Regions from separate parts of the Gossypium hirsutum genome. Here region 2 is linked to region 1. The links are chromatin contacts, called in public Hi-C maps. All regions are on one chromosome and are shown on one strand. The core of a region is the stretch at or near the end of the contact, and the rest is flanking DNA. Distances in the headings are between cores, read along the strand shown.

Evidence for each region. A called contact is a pair of places that touch in the nucleus more often than the background predicts.
Region 2: a Hi-C map of leaf shows a contact between it and region 1, with 2.6 times the contacts expected there. The contact joins the enhancer-like site here to the promoter of LOC107903899 in region 1. A contact is called at or near these places in 3 of 34 Hi-C or Micro-C datasets (callus and leaf).

Annotation. Positions count from the first base shown.
Region 1 is chrD05:38,310,861-38,313,610 of Gossypium_hirsutum_v2.1, reverse strand. It overlaps LOC107903899 (3-oxoacyl-[acyl-carrier-protein] reductase 4), which reads right to left and starts at 1,420. Exons shown (of 11, transcript XM_016830098.2): 1 at 1,023-1,420; 2 at 428-570. The coding sequence starts at 1,206.
Region 2 is chrD05:38,411,673-38,414,422 of Gossypium_hirsutum_v2.1, reverse strand. It overlaps LOC107903901 (trihelix transcription factor GT-1), which reads left to right. Exons shown (of 6, transcript XR_005914255.1): 6 at 92-832. Among protein-coding and RNA genes, the nearest start is that of LOC107903901, 7.3 kb to the left of the region's middle. Within about 2 kb of position 1,397, at least 4 of the 9 cell types and tissues checked have an H3K27ac peak or open chromatin away from gene starts, as enhancers often do. A contact at or near this core is called in leaf, where this site is marked.

The sequences.
Region 1 (2,750 bases), core at 171-2,670:
GTTTAAACAATTGTTCTTAAATTACTTGAAGGGCACTTGATATGCAATTATTCTCAGCAAAGAAGCATGAAAGCCTTCAGGACACTATATAGTGTATAATGGGCCACCATTTAGAGTTTGAAAAAGATTTAACATATAACTTAACTTTAGATTAAGGTAATCATAAGCAGTATACTCGGAATAATTGATGAGATGATAACCAGTTCCATTTTCAAGAGATAGAAAACTACATGCAAACCTGATGCAAATCGAAGTTTAATTATTATTAATATTATTTATAAATTTTAAACATTATATGACGAAGATATCTCCCAGTTGTAGTTTCAGTCAAGACTTCAGCAGCTGCAAGTTACATTCTTCCTATGGCTTTACAATAAAATTTAAGGTGATAAGGGCAGTAAGATCCTGAAAAAGGACAATCACTAACCTTGCAACCTGCTTTACCTAAAGCCAACGCAACTGCTTTACCGATGCCTCTAGAAGCTCCAGTAACTATGGCTACGGGAGCTTCTACGTTTTGAGCTGCTTCAATGCTGGCTTGTTCAACAGTGGCAACCTGAGCTTTTACACCTGGAAAAGAAGCCAAAAACTAAAAAAAACTCAAAATCCAAAATTAATAGAAAATTTATCTCTCGTAAATCATCAATGATCTCTCAGATTATTAAAAAATGTAGCCTATTATCAGTTAAAACAACAAAATTCCACAAGCTCCAATAATAAATTTGATGATGATTCGGTATCCTTAAACTAAATTAAATAGAATTATATCTCTCATAAATCATCAATTATCTCTCGGATTACTAACAAATGCAGCTTATTATCAGTTATTGAAGTAGTTAAACAACAAAAGTCCACAAGCTCCAAAGATAAACTTGACTACAGTTCAGTATCCTTAATTAGCAAACATGCTTTCCAAAAAAAGAAAAGCAAACATGCTGAGCTTTCTGCGAAATTAGCATAAAATATTCCATAAAGATGAAAAAGGAGGGTGCTTAAAAGCCAAAGAAACAAAAAACAAATACCGGGGGACGCAAATGATCGTTTCGATTGGCACTGGAGACCGATGCAGGGCCGAGCCTGAACCGATCCGAATCCGGCGGAAATCGGAGACCATTGCCGAATCTGAACAAATTTTCGGTCAGTAGGATCAGCAAGCCTCGCGGCGGGTTTTAGAGCGACGACATTGGATCCGGTAACAGCAGCCATCGTAATCGGAGCTCTGAGGAATCTGCGAACAGCGAGGATAGAATAAGAACGGGAAGCGAAGAGGGAAGCCAGAAAATTAAGCCTTTATATAAAGCCGAAAGGGGAACAAAATAAAGGTTTAAATGGCGTTTGAATTTTGTTTTAGCTTTGCTTTGGGAAGTCCGGAGAGTGTTAAAGAGTGGGCGAAACTAACGAAGTGGGTGAGGACTGTTGTTATTTAATCCCAAAGATTGGTTGAATTCGATTATTATTACAGTAATGGGTCTTGGTTTAGCCGATATTTACAATGAAAACCAATGCCTCTAAATGGCCGATGGTAAAGCGGTAATATCCTCTAGGTGGCAATGCAGTAAAACAGTCTTTTGGGCACCTTATTGTAAATCGGATCAGTAATCCGTGGAAATTTAGATTTAAGTAGTTCAACTGCAACAAGACGATGGAATTAGGGAAAAAAAAAACTTACGGTGTTCTTTTATTGAAAAAATAACAACATTTAGTTTTTTTTATATCCATTAGAAATTTTATACACGCGTATTTGTCATGTGCTACAGATCAAAACCCATGACAAATGCATAAAGAGCGTTTCAAGGAGGTCAATCGATTAAACGTGACTTATTTGATCCACTTGAACTAATTTAGAAGATGTGATGTCTTAGAATATTTGATTTTGTAATATCAAGGGATTGTGTAAATCCCTTAAAAATCTCAATTGTAGATAGGCTCTAATCTTGATCGTCAATGTAACTCGATTTATACTGTTGGATTTTGGAGCAGCTCAACTATAAATAGAAGTCTTTCCTTTTATTTGTAATCACTCAGTTGTAATCTTCAAAGTAATAGAGATACTTTAAGAGCATTTACTCAAATACCTGGTATGCTTTTGCTTGTGACTTTTTTGTTCTTTCGTTGATCTTTTATTTTTGAATTGCTTCCACTTTATTTTTGGTGCCTTCGAGAAATTCTATCCATAATTCTCATTTTGCAAGAGCTACACTTTAGGTGGATTTGAACCTAAGAAATCGTCTAAGGCTACATAGACTGTGAGACTAAAGTTCTAGCCCCGTGACAGTTGGTATCCGAGCTAAGGTTAGAAGGTATCGATCGAGATGACGAAAGGAGTAGATGGTCAGATTGAGCCAATGGAGATTTGTGAGAGTGTAACACCCCGAACCCGAAACCGACACCGGAGTCGAACACGAGGTGTTAACTGACTTTAACCCCTTATAAAATTTATTTTCCAGACACTGCCCAATCTGTGTACTAGTCGTTTTAAAATCATATCTTGAGTTTTGTAACTCGAAAATCAGTTTTGTAATTTTTCCCAGAAACTAGACTCATGTGTCCATCTATGTATTTTTTCTAGAATTTTTGGTCGGGCCAATTAGTACAGTTTATTAGTCAAAGTCTCCCATGTTGTAGGGGTCGACTACACTGACCTTTGCCCATTACGACTTGAATATCTCCCTGCACGGGGCTTCAATACTGATGCCGTTTGTTTCTATGAAAACTAGACTCAGAGAGGAATCTATACATATATGGTACGA
Region 2 (2,750 bases), core at 148-2,647, 100 kb before region 1:
AAATATGTAATTAACCCATAATCCTACCCTTCTAGAAACTTGATTTGCCTGTATTTTGTAATGTAATTTATCTTGGTGCTTAACTTTATAGGTGTTTCATGTTTGGTGAAGCAGACATGGTGCCAACTTGGCATTGTTGCACTTAAGACTTCTCGAGTTTAAATAAAGTGTTGTAGAAGCAAACGAGGGGATATGGATATAGAAACCAACTTGCCAATTTCATGGGAATTGAACTTACCCAAGTTGATAGAATGACTAAAGAGAAAGGATGGTATGCGTGTTACAGTACTTCATCAATCAACATCCTAATGATGACAAAGGTACACAACTGTTGTGCATTGGCAATTTATGGTCTAGTTGTGTTTCATAAGGTAATATGCCATGTTAGTACTACTATTTTGGATTTCATGCTATGGGGTGGAAGGAAGAACATGACATGTTAGATGAGAAATGCCCTTGAATTGGAATAAAGGTACAATGATCTCTTACAGGCCAATTAAAAAAAAGATATATATTTTTCAATAAAATATTAAGAGAAAAGAATGTGAAATGATAAAGTTAACTACTTCTCCAAACAAGTGTCAAGAAGAAGAAAATAATTTAGTGGGCAAAATGCATGATAGTGTTGTATGAGAATTATTAAAGTTGAAATGAATGATTGAATTAAGATATTGCTAGACATATAACACCGCTCCAGAAGACTTTTGTTCAAATTGTAGAGGCCCAGCAACACTATCAAGTGGATCATAAAAATTCTTTTTGAAAATACTAGTGTTGTAAAGTCTTGTAAAAAGGATATGTAGCAACAAAAGATTGATATGGAATTTTGTTTAATTCATAACGTTGTGATTTATTTTCTCTAATAAATGTTTATAGCTTTGTACTCTCGTATTTATGTATTTGTTTTATCGTGCACTTGTTAATAAAATTTTATTACTTGATTTATTGATTAAAAGAAGTTTTTTTTTCCTCAAAAAGTTAAGGATTCTCATTCTTACAACACCCCTTTTAAGACTAGAAATAAGGCTGAAGAATAAACTACTAAAATGGACAAGATCTAAAATTCTCAAGAAAAATGAAGGAATAACTCAACACTTTATAGGTGAGGTTTCTTATCCTCACCTAGGGGTACAAATTTTCACATTTCAATCACCACTTCAAGGTAAACTATCCCTGTGTCAAAAAAAAAAATTGAAACAATTGAAGTTCCAAAATTAGATGATCTAAAGGAGTTAGAGAAATTGAATATGTTTGAGGCAAAGATTGAAAAAGAGTTGCAAAAAATGGATATGGTTGAGAAAAGATTGAAGATGGACTTTTATGGGTCCATAGACACATACATACTTTCTTTTTGGTCCCATATGTGGCCATTCCACTCAAGTTTATGACACTTGACTTTGAGAAGTATGATGGGTCAAAAGATCCTGGTCCACATCCCCACGTGCTATTGAAAGATGGTTGCTCACATAAGGGATTAGAAATTTCTTATGCATATATTAAAAAATAGCCAGTCTAGGTTTGGGATTAGGTGGTATCCAATTAGATAATAGCTGAATTCATACTTGGAATGAGTTGACTACAGGTTTTGTTTCCCGGTACCAACATATTGTTTATATTACTTAAGACCACCTATCATTACAAAATATAGAGAAAAAAGGTTATTAAAAGTTTTAAAGAGTATACCCGGTGATAGAGAGGCCTTGTTGCAGACGTTCAACCACAATTATTCGATAAGGAAATAACCATACTATTTGTAAGTACACTTAAAGGTCCATATTATGACCTTTTGATCTGAAATGCATAAAGACCTTTGTGGATATGGTAATTTTGAATGAAATAATTGAAAATGGTATAAAGAATGGAAAGATGGATGTAGGAGAGGCAACTAAAGCTAGAAAGAGTTTGGCTCCAAGGAAGAATAATGGGGAAGTTCAAGTTGTGCACCTTGGGAAGAACTTAACACCTTATTTCCCTTACAAATCATATTCATAGTCTATGCTCCTGTAGCCTTACTACCACGACACTAATGTTGTTAGCCTAAACCTATGTAACGATCCTAAAGTCAATGGTGTCGGAAACGGTGATTTCAGAATCCTATTTTCGATGATCGAATCTGTAAATATTATTATTTAATATTTACGAGTCTAAGTTAATGGTATATTGAATTTCGGTCTAGTAATTTTATTAAATTGATAGCTAATTAAAGTATAAGGATTAAATCATAAAAATGGTAAAAGTTTAATCGATATAGATTTTTAATTAGCTAATAGAATAAAAGAGCAATTGTTAATAGTGGATAGTGGAATTTCATGATGGAATCCACGTTGTTTGATTAGTAGATAAATAAGATTAAAGTAATTTTATTAAATTGATAGTTAATTAAAGTATAAGGATTAAATCGTAAAAATGATAAAAGTTTAATCACTATAGATTTTTAATTAGCTAATAGAACAAAAGAGCAATTATTAATAGTGGATAGTGGAATTTCATGATGGAATCCAATTTGTTTGATTTGTAGATAAATAAGATTAAGTAAATTGTGATTAAATTAATTAAGTAAAGTTAATTAATTATTAATTAAAGTATAAAAAGGAAAATAAAAAGAATTTCCATCCATTTTTAATCATCTTCTTCACCTAACATGCAAATAAAAAGATAAGAAACCATTGTTAAACTTCAAGCTATTCGTCCATTAAGAATTGGTAAGTACACAAGTCCATTTTTTGTAATTTTTATGTTTTTGAGATCTC